2 separate regions of the Gossypium hirsutum genome follow, and region 2 is linked to region 1. Evidence: chromatin contacts called from public Hi-C data. All regions are on one chromosome and are shown on one strand. The core of a region is the stretch at or near the end of the contact, and the rest is flanking DNA. Distances in the headings are between cores, read along the strand shown. Region 1 has its middle 12 kb from the start of LOC107963405. Region 2 has its middle 8.4 kb from the start of LOC107961851.

Region 1 (3,892 bases), core at 365-2,864:
AAACATCAAGGGGTTTCGGCGCCTTCACTAGGAAGGAAACTAGGGAAGACAGAAAGAAGCTATAGATTTGGCAAAGGAAGGTACATGAGACATGCATGTTTTAAGGTACCAAATCACTCGTGACGCGCCTCTGCGATCTATATATATAAATTTTAATGCAACTTTCTCCTTCTTCTTGTGCTGTTTCACAGAGAGGATTACCTAATGGAGGTTTTTCGTCCGTCCTTACAGCTATTGACACTGACTTCTTGCCCCTCAATAATATGACTAGCACGTATAAATTAATTAAGGAATAGGGACTAGTGGGACCTTAAAACAAGTTAGAATAACAGTTAAAACTCATATTAGAATAGGTTAATCTTTCTACTGCTCAATAATCTGAATAAAAGGAACTGGTCAACCCAGTTAAGTCTCTTTGAGAGTACAAAAATTACTGACGATTATTCATCCTTACCCTAATTAACTTATGGTTTATGTGTTTTGGTAAAGTTATATAATTCAATTACCTAATTTTCATTAAATCAATCAAAAGTTTTGATGACAGAACACACCACGGTCTAAATCATGACATTAACTGACGTGGAATCCTATATATAAAGGGGTAAAGGCTAAAGAGGGAATTTTGTTTTTCCTTTTTTGCAAGTGAGTAGGCTAATAATACTTGTTAAAGTAGTGATTGAGGCAAGAACAGTTAGAGCATTTATTTAATTTTCCGGGTAGAAACTAGGACATTGATGGTTCAAAACAAGCATGCATGCTTGGCTTGTCGACAAGTAAAGTGTCCTTTATCTAAGCAAACAAGCAGTTTTTGTCACTAAAATTGAAAGGGTAAATCTTTTAATTTCTTGTGTTTAGTTATTTGTATGAGAACAGTAAGCCGCCTGGCATGTGCTTAGCTTTCAATGAATTATAATTAATTATATATGAAGGTTATGTAATGGCCAGGTTGGAGGAATCAGTCGAGGGAAGAGGGGCATCCTTTTGTCTTTAGCTTTGGGTGGTTTCTATGGTTGACAAACAATGATATATAGACAAAGCCCTAACGGAAGGGAAGGACCACACACCTTTTTAACACACTTTTGATTATGGATAGGGTCACATGGTTTTGCTTTGTATATTAGCTAGATGTGTTGAATCTAATTTATTTGATTAAGGAAGGTGTTGTGGTGGTTGTAAATAAAACCATTATTATATCACACTTAATTTAATAACCTCTTTTTCTTTTTACAAATTTCTATTAATTAATAAGCAAAGCAAGTTTTTTCATTACTTTTGGTCCCACTTGTGTGGATAATATAGCTTATTGTTGCTTACAAGATAGGGTTTTCCAGATGCCTTATGTTTGTTCCACACATGAGTTTATCACAGTTTTTTTTTTTGTTCAAAAGATGATGCATCACCCATTTGCATATCATTCCTGTTTACAAATGCATAAGCCACTGTTATTAATTACCATATATTCAAATTTCTACCTATAAAGCTTCCAAATATACAAAGAAATGGGCATATAATGAAGGTTAGGTGGTAGCTTCCATGGGAAATAAGGGAGGTGTGACAACCAGAAGTTGATGGCTTTGTCTGCCCCTGCCCCTTCAATCTTTCTGTATTACAAATTTCTTCATTGGGAAAAGGATTTGTAGGTTGTCCTATATGCCTCACAGCACGTGTCTCTATCTCTCTCTGCCCTTCACTACCACCTATCGAATCTTTTTTCCTGTATTATAAAGTAAGAGCAGTTAAATACACATAGATATGCATACAATGGCCTAAATCTTGGAAGCACTTTATATAGAGTTTCATACAATAATCAAATAGATTTGCACATTTCCATGTTCTCTTCTAGGGTTTTGTGAGCACAACACCTCAAAATCTGAGGTTTTTGTTGTATTCCATGGCATCGGGATTAAAGTTTGATAGTTTATCTATGTTTAGGCTTAATGATCCTGCTGCATCTGTCACAAGTGCTTTTAGGTTGCTTTTAGTTTTGCCTAATTAAAAGATATATAATTTATTAGCACATAAAAATGTTATCTTCTTGAATTTGGGTTTATAATTTATTTTTAGCAATTAAATTTGTCATAAATAATTTTACCTCTTTACAAAAAATGAGTAAATTAATTCATACATATTAGATTAAAGAGCAAATTAGATATTTTTGTTAAAAGTTTTATCTACTTCTATTATTAACTAGAGAATTACATGTGATGTGTTACGTATACCTCATTTTGACGTATATGTACCAATTTTTATCAGCAGAAATGGATAAAATTTTTAATAAAATAATTAACTTATTTTTTAATCGAACATATAAAGATTAATTTACCAAAAAAAAATAATAAATATTATGATAAATATATCCGAAGTTTTTGAGGGAAAAGGATTTGGGATTAAATAGCTATGGATTGGACCACTCTTCTCTCGTAATAAAAAATGCAATTTTTGAAAAGAAAGATAACTGGTTCGATCCAACAACGCTATTTTGGATATAATAATCTATCTTTACTTTTATAAAAATAGATTTCTATCAAGCTTCTAATTACTTTGAGTAATCACACCTCCCAATCTTCAACTTGGAATTGCACCTTCTACTTCGACATTATTTAATTCTTTTAATGCATACGACTGACTGCTAGGAGTGATCCAAATAGCATTCATAGATTAATATTTATAATTGAAAATACAGTATGAACCCCTCTTTTAGAATATATTCCTATTAAAAGTGCGTCCAGACATGAAAGAAAATTTAGTAAAAAGTGTAATTATTATAATAGTAAGTATATCACTTATATTACACAAAATTTTAATTTTATAAATGTATTTGATTTATAGAGTGCAATTAATTTTCAAATAATTATATGTAATATTCATTTAAGGGAATATGTCAAAATCTTCAAATACCTAATAAAAAGTTATTATATTTATTATAGGCATTCACTTCAAGGAATGTGCAAAAAATAATTCAGACAATAATGTAAGCATATATCATATTTCTTACCAATAAGATTATATAGATATCATCTGCTTCAAGGAATGATAAATTAATATAAATAATTGAACATTTTGTACTAAGAATAAACATTTGACAATATTTTGAATCATCCATCTTCTTTTTATCTATTTGTCTGACAGTAAGTTAAATTTTCATAATTGTTATGAATTGCTACATTCACTTTAGGGAATAGAGCAAAACTGGTGGAACGAATAACTCGTTATTTTGTTTAGCCATAATGATATATGAGATCAATTCAAAATACTTTTAAAGCTCTTTTAACAAGAGTTTTACATAATCAGTTAACTACTAAAAATAATTGGCTAGGTCATGTATAGAAACAAGCCTAAATTAAATATATCAATAAAAGTCACATCTCAAACATAAAAATATGACTAAAAAACTAGCAATTTTTTTCTTTTGTAACCATTATTATAAACATGCATGAAATTTAATTCAAAATCCAATCATTCATGCACATAGAACTTTTCATTTACAATTACTCATGTCATTTCTCTAAATAATTAACACATAGAATAATATAAAACGTATGAACTACTACCTTAACAATTCTTTGAACTAAATCAAAATCGAATAACTATAAAATTATTGGTTTATTAACACAAATTTGCATACTAGATATGTTTTAATCAAAAATATTATTTAATTATAAAACCTACTATAGCAACATAAATAAATCAGTTAATATTCATTTTCATGAACAAATGAGATGCTTAAAACGATATGTAACCCATGTATTTAAAACTTAAAACGAAGATCATCCCAAATGTTTAAACCATATATCAAGTTGATTTAATATTTAAATATGTACCTTTTTTGCTTTGAGGCTTTACGATTTTATCAAGAAATAAGCAATTTAAACTCCAGTAATAGACTTTGAAT
Region 2 (3,905 bases), core at 58-2,557, 160 kb before region 1:
ATCAATTTTCAACTCTATTATATACGAGATAGCACACAAGTTAGTCACTTACTCAGGATTGAGGTAAGTCACACTATTATATACAATTACGAAAGCTACTTAATCAATTGGATGAACAATGACTTTGTGATATGTGTGTTACCCCCATAGGATATCTTTAATCTTTTTGGGATAAATTAGTTCTCCCGATATGATCCTATTTTATCCTATGGTAACCATTACATTTTCATTCATGAAAAGTCAATTACTAACAAATAGTATTTAAATCATTCATCTAAAGAAAAATGTCACGTTGCCATGTTACTTTTCATCTATCATGTAATGCCAATGAGAGGAAATAATTTATCTTTTATTGAGTTATGAATTCCACTATTGTAAGTGAAGTTATGTTATGCAGAAGATGTATATTCAAAGTACTAGTTTTTGGCTCTATTACCAATTGAGTACAGGCTATCAATACATCAAAGTATACGAGCCACACACATATAGTTCGTCATTTACATAAGATTGAGACAAGCCGCACTATGAATGTCACAAGTGAATACATCCATAAACGTATTTAGGATTCACAAGTGAATACATCAATACATCCATGTTTAGACTTCATAGATGACATATTAATATTTTAATGGACTTGTTGAATTTTGATTAGATTAAGGAATTGTTTAGATTATCTTTTAATATAAGCTAATTTTTTATATTATAATCTAACAATATAATGAAACTTATTATTAGTTGAACATTAAATAATTAATAAGCTAATATTTACTTTGATTTCACTTTGTATGCAAACATTATTAAAAATAATGTATAAAAGATATTAATGATAGATGAAATTTTATTAAACTAATTATTTAGTTGAGTACATATAAGCAGATCATGAAAATGTTACTTTCATATGTATCAGAAGAAATATTTATATTATTTGTTTTAGCACTTTTACTATAAACTTTAGTGCATATGTACTAAAATAGTCCTTTGGATTCTTTATTTCCTTTATTAAAAGTGATGTATTAAAATTTAAAAAGAAATGTCATGGTTTTGATTATGAAATAAACCCAAAATTTTATAATTACAAGCATTTTAAACAATCTTCAAAGAAATTTCTAAATACTAAAAATATATATATTTGAAAAATTAATCAATTTTTGGTAAGTTAAACAAGTGTCATAAAAGAAAGAAAAGTCAAAAGTTGGGGCCCCACAATTCCGTGTTTGTAGGAGCCACGATTGTCGGTACTGCAGCTATCCAGCCACGTGTTGTTTGAAGTCGATAAAGAAAGTAGTGTGGGGAGTCGATGATGTTGCTGATACTACTTTAAGCAAGTGACACGTGTCGGAAGATGGATAATAACATATAACAATTGGGACCATATTTGGAGTGAGGTGGGAATTTGTGAGTCACAAATGGTTGAGGGGCCAATATTCACTCTATTTCTGATGCGAAAGGACAAAACAAAACAAGGCTTTTTGCTTTTATTTTTCCCCCTTAAAATAATTACCTCACTTCCATCTTATAACATTTTCCGAATCAGGTATATAACCAATTATATCATATAAAAATTGATTAGCATTTATAAATAAAAAAATTCTCAAAAAAACACTGCTAATCCCATCCTTAGTCAATCAATCATTGTCAAATTACTTTCTTTTGCTATAAATAATTTCTTCTTTTTTATTTGTCTCATTATAACCATTTTAACGGTTACACTCTACATCCCTCTTCACATAGAAAGAGTGAAAGAAACAGAGAGAAAGCATAAGATTAATCAAGGAAAGAAGCTGTTTGTATAGGTTTTAGGCAACCAGAAAAAACACATCCAGATGGAATTTAGCTCCTTTTTGACGTCCTTAGGGACTTCATTTACGATTTTCATAATTTTGATGCTGCTCTTTACTTGGCTGTCGGCAAAACGAGGGAACGCGGTGGTGTATTATCCAAATCGGATCTTGAAAGGTTTGGAACCATGGGAAGGCGGTTTAAAGACACGAAACCCTTTGGCTTGGATAAGAGAAGCCTTATCTTCTACTGAACAAGATATTATAAACATGTCCGGGATTGACACTGCTGTCTACTTTGTCTTCTTGGGCACTGGTTTTCTTCTCCTCCTCCTTTTTTGTTTTTTGAGATCTGTTTCTGTTTTTCTCATGACGTTTAGTTCTCTTTTCTTGTTTTGGTTTTAAATTAAGGTTAGAATTTCTGTCGGTTTGTTGTTTTTTTGAGGTGATTTGCTTCTAAATTTGGATTTTTCCTTCTTTTTTTTTTGAGTTTTTAAAATATATTTTAATGATTTGAATATGGCAGTACTGGGAATATTGGTTTTGTCTGGCGTGGTACTGCTTCTAGTTCTTCTACCCACTGCTTCAACTGATGATGAAGTAAAGAAAAACGCAAAGAGCACTACTAGCAAGGGGACTTTCAATGACCTAGACAAATTGTCAATGGCGAATATTGAAGTACGCTATAACATTCTCATCACCTGGAAATAACCCCCCTTCTCGTATTACTGATAAGCTTCATTTTGATCCGTACAGGAGAGGAGTCCAAGGTTGTGGGCATTTCTGATAGCTGTATACTGGGTCTCTCTTGTCACCTATGTCCTTTCGTGGAAGGCTTATAAACATGTTTCTGCACTAAGAGCTAATGCTTTAATGTCTCCTGAAGTGAAACCTGAGCAATTTGCTGTTCTTGTTAGAGACTTGCCTGATGTCACTCCAGGTCAAACTAGTAAGGAGCAGGTTGATTCGTATTTTAAATCTATCTATCCTGATACATTCTACAGATCACTGGTGTTAACCAACAACAGAAAGGTAATTTAAAGTTCCATTGATTGATGGTATATATTGGTCACATATATATGTTCATTGATTCCATATGTCATCTTGCCTTGTTAGGTTGACAAAATCTGGGCAGAATTGGAAGGATACAGAAAGAAGCTTGCACGAACTGAAGAAATATACGAAGAGTCGAGAAGGAAAGGCAATTCGGAAGGGAAGAGACCGACCAACAAAACCGGCTTCCTTGGTCTCTGTGGTAAACAGGTAGACAGCATTGAGTACTACAATGAAAAGATCAAAAAATGACACAAAAATTGGAAGCTGAACAAAAGGTGACCCTCCGAGAAAAGCAGCTCGGAGCTGCTTTAGTTTTCTTTACCGACAGGGTAACTGCAGCCTTGGCTGCTCAAAGCCTGCATGCTCAAATGGTAGATAAATGGACAGTAACAGACGCTCCCGAACCTCGTCAACTAATATGGACCAATCTGACTATCAAGTTTTTCGTAAGGATAGTTCGACAATACATGGTTTACGTCCTCGTGTTTCTGACTATAGTTTTTTATATGATTCCGATTGGTTTTATCTCTGCAATCACAACCCTTGAGAATCTGAGAAAACTTTTGCCATTCTTGAAGCCAATTGTTGATCAGGTTCAAATAAAGACAGTACTAGAGGCATATCTTCCTCAGCTTGCACTTATTATATTCTTGGCATTACTACCAATGTTTCTTTTGTTTCTATCCAAGATAGAGGGAATTCCATCAGGGAGCCATGTAATAAGGGCTGCATCAGGGAAGTATTTTTATTTTAGTGTGTTGAATGTGTTCATTGGGGTTACTATTGGTGGAACTTTGTTTGATACATTGAAGAGTGTTGAGGAAGAGCCTAACTCCCTTGTTCCGTTGCTGGCAAAAAGCCTTCCAGGCAATGCAACTTTCTTCATCACATTTGTGGCTCTAAAGTAAGCATAATTGGCTTCGTTGGAGTTATAGTCTATCTTCTATTATTGCTTTTATGATTCCTTTTTTATCATTGACATTTTGGTTTGTAGGTTCTTCGTCGGTTACGGGCTTGAGCTTTCCCGACTATTTCCTCTAATCATATATCATCTGAGAAGGAAATATCTTT

The links. Hi-C and Micro-C count contacts between places; a contact is called where the count stands out from the background.
Region 2: a Hi-C map of leaf shows a contact between it and region 1, with 1.9 times the contacts expected there. The contact joins two enhancer-like sites. A contact is called at or near these places in 2 of 34 Hi-C or Micro-C datasets (both in leaf).

The regions. Positions count from the first base shown.
Region 1 is chrA06:111,843,128-111,847,019 of Gossypium_hirsutum_v2.1, reverse strand. No RefSeq gene overlaps it. Among protein-coding and RNA genes, the nearest start is that of LOC107963405, 12 kb to the left of the region's middle. Within about 2 kb of position 1,614, at least 5 of the 9 cell types and tissues checked have an H3K27ac peak or open chromatin away from gene starts, as enhancers often do. A contact at or near this core is called in leaf, where this site is marked.
Region 2 is chrA06:112,000,408-112,004,312 of Gossypium_hirsutum_v2.1, reverse strand. It overlaps the pseudogene LOC107961852. Among protein-coding and RNA genes, the nearest start is that of LOC107961851, 8.4 kb to the left of the region's middle. Within about 2 kb of position 1,307, at least 4 of the 9 cell types and tissues checked have an H3K27ac peak or open chromatin away from gene starts, as enhancers often do. A contact at or near this core is called in leaf, where this site is marked.